2 separate regions of the Macaca mulatta genome follow, and region 2 is linked to region 1. A link is a contact called in public Hi-C data. All regions are on one chromosome and are shown on one strand. Each heading gives the region's core, a stretch centred on a gene start, on an enhancer-like site or on the middle of the called end of the contact. The rest is flanking DNA. Distances are from core to core; before and after follow the strand shown.

Evidence for each region. Hi-C and Micro-C count contacts between places; a contact is called where the count stands out from the background.
Region 2: a Hi-C map of fetal cortical plate shows a contact between it and region 1, with 2.5 times the contacts expected there. The contact joins the promoter of ANKRD44 here to the enhancer-like site in region 1. A contact is called at or near these places in 7 of 14 Hi-C or Micro-C datasets (CD4 T cells, blood, cortical neurons and 3 more).

Annotation. Positions count from the first base shown.
Region 1 is chr12:102,131,010-102,135,448 of T2T-MMU8v2.0, reverse strand. All of the region lies in intron 1 of ANKRD44 (ankyrin repeat domain 44), which reads left to right. Among named protein-coding and RNA genes, the nearest start is that of ANKRD44, 120 kb to the left of the region's middle. Within about 2 kb of position 2,603, at least 7 of the 40 cell types and tissues checked have an H3K27ac peak or open chromatin away from gene starts, as enhancers often do. A contact at or near this core is called in fetal cortex germinal zone and fetal cortical plate, where this site is marked.
Region 2 is chr12:102,246,890-102,251,328 of T2T-MMU8v2.0, reverse strand. ANKRD44 (ankyrin repeat domain 44) reads left to right here and starts at 2,598. Exons shown (of 28, transcript XM_077957343.1): 1 at 2,598-2,694.

The sequences.
Region 1 (4,439 bases), core at 1,354-3,853:
ACCTTGGTAACCTCATCAAGGGAGAGACTGACTCTGACATTCCAGTGTCTGAATTTCTTTCTTTTTCTTTTATTTTCTTTCTTTCTTTTTCTTTTTCTTTCTTTTTTTTTGAGACAGGATTTCACTCTGTCACCCAGGCTGGAGTACAATGGTGTGAGCATGGCTCACTGCAGCCTCAATTTCCTGGGCTCAGTTGATTCTCCCACCTCAGCCTCCAGAGTAGCTGGGACTACAGGAGTGTACCACCATGCCCAGATGATTTTTGCATTTTCAGTGGAGATGGGGTTTCACCATGTTGTCTAGGCCGGTCTCAAACTCCTGGACTCAAGTGATCCACCTGCCTTGGCCTCCCAAAGTATTGGGATTACAGGCATGAGCCACTGTGCCTGGCCTCCAGTGTCTGAATTATTTATTTATTATTACACTTTAAGTTCTAGGGTACATGTGCACAACATGCAGGTTTGTTACATATGTATACATGTGCCATGTTGGTGTGTTACACCCATTAACTCGTCATTTACATTAGGTATATCTCCTAATGCTATCCCTCCCACTTCCCCCCACACCACAACAGGCCCCGGTGTGTGATGTTCCCCTTCCTGTGTCCAAGTGTTCTCATTGTTCAATTCCCACCTATGAGTGAGAACACGTGGTGTTCGGTTTTTTGTCCTTGTGATAGTTTGCTGAGAATGATGGTTTCCAGCTTCATCCAGGTCCCTACAAAGCACATGAACTCATCCTTTTTTATGGCTGCATAGTATTCCATGGTGTATATGTGCCACATTTTCTTAATCCGGTCTATCACTGATGGACATTTGGGTTGGTTCCAAGTCTTTGCTATTGTGAATAGTACCGCAATAAACATACGTGTGCATGTGTCTTTATAGCAGCATGATTTATAATCTTTTGGTTATATACCCAGTAATGGGATGGCTGGGTCAAATGGTATTTCTAGTTCTAGATCCTTGAGGAATTGCCCAGTGTCTGAATTTCTTATGCTCAGTAAATGTCTTATGCTTAATACATCTTTGTTGAATTGAATGCTGTTTTCTGAAATGTACCAGATTAAGTTTTAGAAAACATATCTTTTATCCCTTGTTGGAGGGGGTAGTGTGTAAAGAAATAAAGGAGCTATGTACTGGGTTGGTGTCTCTGAAAGGAAATATGATATGACTGTTCTTTTGTTTTTTTTTGCAGACTTTCCCATTTTATATTATCGAATGTTTTTCAGTCTCTCAGGCTCCTCTCTCTTCCTGCTGCCTTATCCTTTCCCTTTGACATCTGTCACTGGATGTCCTTGCCATGATTTTGGGTGGGGAAATGAGAAGATGCTTCCTGGAAGACTACACTGAAGGGATTCTCTAATAGATTTTCATTCCATGTGAATTTCTGGCTGGGAGGGGAGTAGGGGACCCTCCAGCCATCTGAGGCAGAAGCTAATTCAGATCCTGGTCAACCCACTGCCTTACATTTTAGAATGGTTGCTGTAACAAGATGCCTTAGGAAAAAAAAATTGACAATGGCCAGAATGGCCAGGGCCACGAAGGTGACTCAGTTTTGCACATGTCGCTAGTCCCTCATCTGTGGAGAGGTGGTGAGAGTTTAACTGCTCCCTGTCTTTCCAAGAATGCACGTGGAATTCAAAGAAAAGAACAGTAGAAGGGAAGGAGAGGGTTTAAAGGAAAATTGTCATGGGCTTTGGAAAGGCCTGATTGTGTGAAAATTGCTTGCTGGTGTTTGGAAAGAACCCAGGTGCTAACAGATTTTAGACAAACCCAATCTGGAGTTGCCTGAATCATGAATGATTTAATGTGACTGAGTTAATCCATATATCTTGTATACAGTAGTTCTAGCCTCCTCAAATATAGCAAGAGATTGCCACCTTTCTGAGAATACCTTTCATTTCCACATGCTGATTTTGTTGTTGTTTTTAAAGAACACTTGAATTGCTTTATTTAGCTTCCCATTTGTGAGATTCTCAAAAATTAAAATTACGACTACAAGAAGATATTTCTGTAGTTATGGATCATTTTCTGCTATTTTTAAATAAAGAATACTTTTTTATTGTTGTCTTTTTTTTTTTTTATAAGTGATGCACATACCGGGTGCACCCTGAAACTGAACTGCTGTCTCTGTTTGAGCAGACAAATACATTATACTGAATATGCCTACAACCCTGAAAATCATCTTCTGGCCATTTTTCTTTTTTCCCCACAAAGCTCACTAAAGTGGTTTATATTGATTAACATTATTAAATTCACCTCTCATGTTTGAAACTACATGAATTCAATATGCAATAAGATACAGTTATACAAAGAATGTAACCCAAGCCAAGATGAGAAATAAAACCGCTATACCAATTTTTCAAAACAGGAAACTGTTGCAGAATTATATATAGTTGTTCTTTTAGTTTCACTAAAATTACACAGATTTAAATATTCTGTATGAACTAACCTCCTGGATCCATTGTCCTTTTGCCCAAATTAGCTTTCTTTAAAAGTTAACTCCCCAACCACAATTTAATTATCTTAGCTAAAGTTTAGGTTTGATCTCAAGCCATTTGAAACTAGACAGAGTGAAAAAAGCTGTGGGTAGTTGGCAGCAGATCCTGATAGAAATATGGCACTTGGCAAAGGCTGTCTGCCTTGTTTTGATTTGCCTTTCTCTTTATGGATGTGGCCTATTTTTGAAATGTTATGATTTAAATTCAGCGATCAAGTGACAAGTCTGACAAAACAGAGCTTACATCCGCAGAGGTTCTGTGGGGGAAAAAATGGAAGTGTTCCAGAACTAAAGGAAGTAACCTCAGTTTCACCTGGAAACATTAGTGTTTCAGAGGCAAGGGATTTGGGCTATATATAAAGAGTGAAGGAAAGTGGCCAAGATGCTGGGCCAAAATTGCATCCAGGAATAGAGCAGACATCAAAGAACCAAAAACTGTATCTGTTGTTTTCACCGTATCCCTGTAAGTAGCACCTGGGGAGACTGTGATTAAAAAAAGATGGGAAAGTTCTTCCCTGTGATGGCTTGGATTGTAGCAACAGCCTTCTAACTGGGTCTGTAACTCCAATCTTTCCTCCAATACTGAGTGTACACTTTGGCCAGATTAAATGTTTGGGAAAAGTCTATTCCTTTCTCTTGCTCAAGACCCCCATTCCTGTTTGTCCATAAGATTAGGTAAAGGCTGGGTACAGTGTCTCATGACTGTAATCCCAGCTCTCTGGGAGGCTAAGGCAGAAGAATTGCTTGAGGCCAGGGGTTCAAGACCAACCTGGGCAACATAGCAAGACCCTGTCTCCACAAAAAAAAAAAAAAAAATTAAAAATTCGCCAGGTATAACAGTAGCCTATACCTGTAGTCTGAACTACTTGGGAGGCTGAGGTGGGAGCATTGCTTGAGTCCAAGAGTTTGAGGTGGTAATGAGCTATGATCGCACCAAAAAGATTAGGTTAAAGCTCCTTATGCTGATGTGATGCTCCCCCGACCCAGTTATTCATTTTTCTAACTTCATTTTCTATTATTTTCCAACATGAAAGATTTACTCTCCAGTCCCCAGTCTCATCCTTCAAAATTTTGCTTAGTGACTACCTTCTTCATTTTTGTAACTCAGACCCATGCTGAGCCCCCTCAACTTTGAAAGACTGTAGCCCTTTGTTTTCTGTCTTTTGGTAAGATTATTTTATTGTTAGCTATTTTGTTGCAAGGAACTATATCTATATCTATATCTATCTATCTATATATTCATTTGGCCACTATTTGTGTAAGTATGTATGTGTATATATAGAGAGAGAATGTATCTCATATATGGCAGCTTTTTCCTTAGTGTATAATATTTCTCCATAGGGGGTATGTTGAAACTGAAGCCGAATTCTGATCATGAATTTTATATACATATTACATGTGAGAGAAAGTACTGAGTTGCAAGAATCAAGAAAACTAAGTTCTAGTCTCAACTTTGTCACTAACAGACAAATTGTTAGACTTTGTCACAGCTCCAAACAGGGAATTCATTTCCTTTATGTCCATCAGGAGATCCAGAAGAAAGGTGTAACTACATGTGTTTATGATAACCTTAAGTAGTGAAATTGCAATCTTGGGTCCCATCAAGCAGGCATGAATATTTGCAGTTACCTTTTGATTAGTCAACAAGAAATGATTTATTAGTTCAGTGAGTTATTGTCTTTATAGATTCGACTTCTGAGTACAGAGAGACTGTGACATTTTCGAGGTTGCTCAGTGTAACAAAGGCCAAGTCATGCTCAGTTTAATTTTTGTTCCTGGGCCTGTAAAAGCTTCTTTCCCACTATGATGGGCCCCTCTGCTTTAGAGGTGGTGTTGAGTGGGTTATAATCCTAACTCGATTTATTTACTCTGTAATATTTTAGGAAATCTTTCAAGATTCCTCGTTTTTCCTTTTTTAGGATGCACATAAATGTACT
Region 2 (4,439 bases), core at 1,349-3,848, 120 kb before region 1:
CTTCCTTCCTTCTTGCTTGACAGAGTCTTGCTTTATTGCCCAGGCTGGAATGCAATGGCATGACCTCGGCTCACTTCAACCTCTGCCTCCTGGGTTCAAGTGATTCTCCTGACTCAGCCTCCCGAGTAGCTGGGACTACAGGTGCGTGCTACCACGCCTGGCTAATTTTTTGTATTTTTAGTAGAGATAGGGTTTCACCATGTTGGCCAGGCTGGTCTCGAACTCCTGACCTCAGGTGATCCACCTGCCTCAGTCTCCCAAAGTACTGGGATTACAGGCGTGAGCCATGGTGTCCGGCCTGTATTTTTCAATGCTTCAGTATAAAGATCATCATCTGGCTCTCCAGGAATATGTAGGGGTTAGTTGTACAGATTATACATGATAAAATTATTCCAACATTCCCATCTCCACAAACCTTTGGATTTCTTTCTCTACATTATACCAGCGGCATTCTGGCATCTCAAGCTCACCGAATATAGTCCCCCGCTGAGTCTGAGTCTCATTTAATGAAGTAAACAAACTGTTTGAATCACTGTCAGAGTACTGGCTAACACATTAAAAGCAGACCTTCTGATAAATGTAGTCATATCAATAAATTTTGCCAAATCCTCTGCTCCCTATTTTATTTGAAACTTGGCCACGAGTTGTTCAACCTTTCACAAAGTCATGTCACCTATGACAACACCGATCTTGATATTTGAATTGCTAACACTATGTATTCACATCTGTCTGCATTTGTAATTCTCATTCACAAAGCCTCTCCATAGAGGTGGAAGCATCTTACTGCTTCGTTTTGTTAGAAGACAAAGAGAGTTGTGTTGTACCATTTACCTACTGAAATACATATTCATTATAAATTACTTTCCTTTAATTTTTCCTTTATTGTACAATTAGGACAATATATTGTTGCTGGGTTTTTTTTTTTTTTAATTTGTATAGGTAGGTAATATTATCCACAAATTACTTTTCAGGATAGTAAGGGGAGTGTTAAAAATACTAGTTACAAAAAGAAGATGATGATCTGATTGGGCGGAGAATGGCTGCCTCCCCACATTGGCCCCAGGAACTTAGGTGCAGGCATGTCTGCGATGAATCAAATTGGATCTTGAGTGAATCTTCCAGATTAAGTCATATGTTATCACTCTTCTGAAAGATGGCTCTATTTTAGTAGAGAATGCAGGGTCCTATTCAGTTTACTTACAAAGCCATGCAGGATGTTCAGTAAATAGACATACAAATAACAGCAGTGAAGAACTGACTCATAGATGCAACATAAACAATCTGTTGTATGTCTGAGAAAGGCCTTGTAAAGAATTTTTTTGTTTGTTTCCATGCAACATTGATAATAGAGGAGTGGAAGCCAGGAACAAGGTTCCCTGGTTCTTCTTGTCTGCATGATCTGAATTATAATCTATAGGACTAATAAAGGTACATTTGGGATTTAGCTGCTTTGACAACCAGAGTGGCTGCATGGTAAATGTGAGGATATTAAGGCTCCTTTCTCTCCTGTCTCACGTGCAACCTTTGGGGGAGGTTCTAAGAGTAGGGAGGAAGACTGGACATTTGGTTTGTGAATATACAGGAGAGGTAGATGTTTGGTCTTGACCAAAGAATTCTGTAGCTCTAGTTTGCTCTTCAAAGCTGTTCAATGCCGCCCTACAGGTTTGCTCTATGGCCTGCCAGGGGCACACGGGGCTGCCTGGGAGCACTTCCTCTCCACTTGCTTACTTCATTCTGCCTCCTCCAGATCTCAACTCCTGTCACTTTCTCAGGGAAGCCTGCCCTCAACCCACCAGTCTGGTCTGATTCCTTTGTTGTGGGTTCACTTCAGAAGCATATTTTCCCTTGAGATCCCTTATCTCAGTTTGTAATTACATTCATTAGCAGAGACTATGTGGTTTATGTTGGCATCTTCTGAGAGCAGGTATCTTATTTATGCTCTCTGTTTATTCCCGTGCCTAGCCAGTGCCTAACAAGGTAGGGACTCAGTACATAGCTGTTCAATGAATAAGTGTTTGCTCCAAATTCCAGAACTATCAACAGTTACTATGCTTACGAATATGACCGTTGTGTCTGCAGCCCATGGTGTTTGACAGCTGTCATCTATTTACTGAAGAGCTTGGTAACTTGGGGTTTTGTAGAAATCAGTAAGGACTGGTGGGAACACCCAAAAGCCCCATCAACTTGGTGATTTAGGACTGCTTTGCTTCTCCAGGAACTCCACTCCACCCCCACCAGCAAAACCAAACCCAGGGTGTTCGAATTTAACAATAGTATGTGTGTGTGCACGTGTGTGTGTGTGTGTGTGTGTGTGTGTGTGTGTGTGTGTTTAGCTGGAAGATGGCTGGAGAACAAGGTGGAAGGGTCAGAGTTTCGGTTCCCTCCACCCATAAATGTTTGAGAAACACCCTCTAAAGAATCCACTGCCTCCTGGCATTAAACAAAGAGAGCATCGGAATTGCAGTCCCTGGCGAGGTGGGATCGTCGGGGCGCTGCCACCATCTGATTCTGGGTTAGGGGAAGGGGGCGTGACCCCGTCTCCCCGGTTAAAGTGGACGGGGTGTGAGTGACAGCCTTTCCTGCCCCCTCGGGGTGTGTCCCCGCGGGCTTCCCCACCCGTGTGTGTCAGACCCATCAGGGAGGCCCGCGATCCACCAGGGGTCCGGGGCCGGCCGGGCGGGGCGCCACGTGCAGGTGCGGAAGGCAGGCGGCGTCCCGGTGCGGGCGCGGGGGCAGCGCCGGGGGCCGGGCTGCGCGGCGCGGCTGCGGGCGGCAGGAGGCAGCGTCGGCCCAGGCGGCGGGCGGCGAGCAAGCCAGCGCGCGGTGATGTCAGTGGCGGCCCGGCTGGCAGCAGCCGGTACTTCCTGTGGAAAGGCGGGCGGGCTCGGCTGCAAACCCCACTAGCCAGTGTCAGCCTCTCGGCGGGAGGAGGTGGCGGCGGAGGAGGAGCAGGGGGAGGGCTGTCAAATTCGGGAGCCAGATTTTTTTCCCTTCCCCTGGCAATTCCTTCCGCTTCCCCGGCTCCCGGCGTGACATCTGCGGGCCGGGGACCTGCATGTGTGTGCGCGCGAAGGAGCGGAAGAATGGCAGTGCTCAAACTCACCGACCAGGTAGGGGGCGGCGGCGCCGGCGGGCGGGACGCGCGGGCGCAGGGCGGCGCGGAGCCCGGCGGGGGGATGGGGGCGCGGCTGGAGCGCGCCCGCGAGCTGTTTACTCACGGCGAAGGGGAGGAGTGTGCGCGGCCGCCGGTGCCTCCGAGAGCCCGCGGCGGCAGCTCCCCTCCGCGGCGCCGTCCCCGCCCTGGGCCGTCGGAACTGCGTGCCCGAGTCCGGGGCAGGGCCCGCGGGCGCTGGGCAGCTGGGTCGCGGGGTGCGCGAGTGCGGCGGCCGCGGGCCCGGCGGAGCCGGGGAGGGGGCCGGGGGCTCGGGGTGCTCCCGGGACTCCCACCGCGCCGCGTTGAGTGGGCGCCACCGGCCGGCGCCCCCGGGAGGAGGACGCTGCACGTAGAGGGAGAAAGGATCGCAGACTGGGACCCCTTCCCAAGCCTAGCAGGAGTCCTGCCCAGAATGCGGCTCTTGTGTGGCGGGGCTGTCTTTATCCGTTGGATGTGACATCCCGACTTCCTCTTTAGTTGCCCCAGGCTGTGTGCGTGGTGCGGGATGGGGACCCTTGGAGACCGCCCTTTCAGATCGGGCCGGTCCCTCCGAGGAGGAGGTCAAGTCGGCTGGGAGTCTCCACTCACAGGCGGTGGGCTACGGTCTGCCTGTGTCCACCAGCTTTGTTGGCTTTCCTTGCTGAGATACCACACAGGGCAGCTCTGGAGTCCTGGCTTGGAGAGGTGGGGTTATTTGCTGAATCGGATTGACAGTCCTTGCCGCAGGTCTGTGGAATGGTAACAGCCACCTTCGCGGACTCTGTTGCTCTTACATTGACACTAACAGTTACCAAACCAAGTTGCATGACAAAACTCTTTGCAGCTCTTTTCACGAAAAAAGGAAACGGCTTGCCACCCCCACCCCCACCCCCGTTTATTCATCGGTAGTGAAAGGAACTTTGTTTTGGGGTCCTGGTAGGTAGAGAGGCAATCTTGACTTTGACCACAGGGTCAGACGTGCCAGCCCTTGGTATTAAATACCTCAGACTTATCCATGGGTTGCATCTGCTGCCTTGCGTTCTCCAGTTAGTATCCAGTCAGAACATCTTGCAGCTGAAATGCAGTCCGTCACCACAATGATTTGCAATGATTTGTTCTCCCGCCTTGTAGATTCCATTTTTTTTTTTTAGCTTGTTTCCCCTAAATATTTACAGGTGTTTGGCGGGGTTGGTGATGGGGAAATCACTGAGTTAAAATTCACGTTATTGTTAAATTTAGTAGGAAGAGCAGCTGGTACTTGTGATGAATGTATTTGTTCTCACTGCTTCCAGAGCATTTAAAAGTG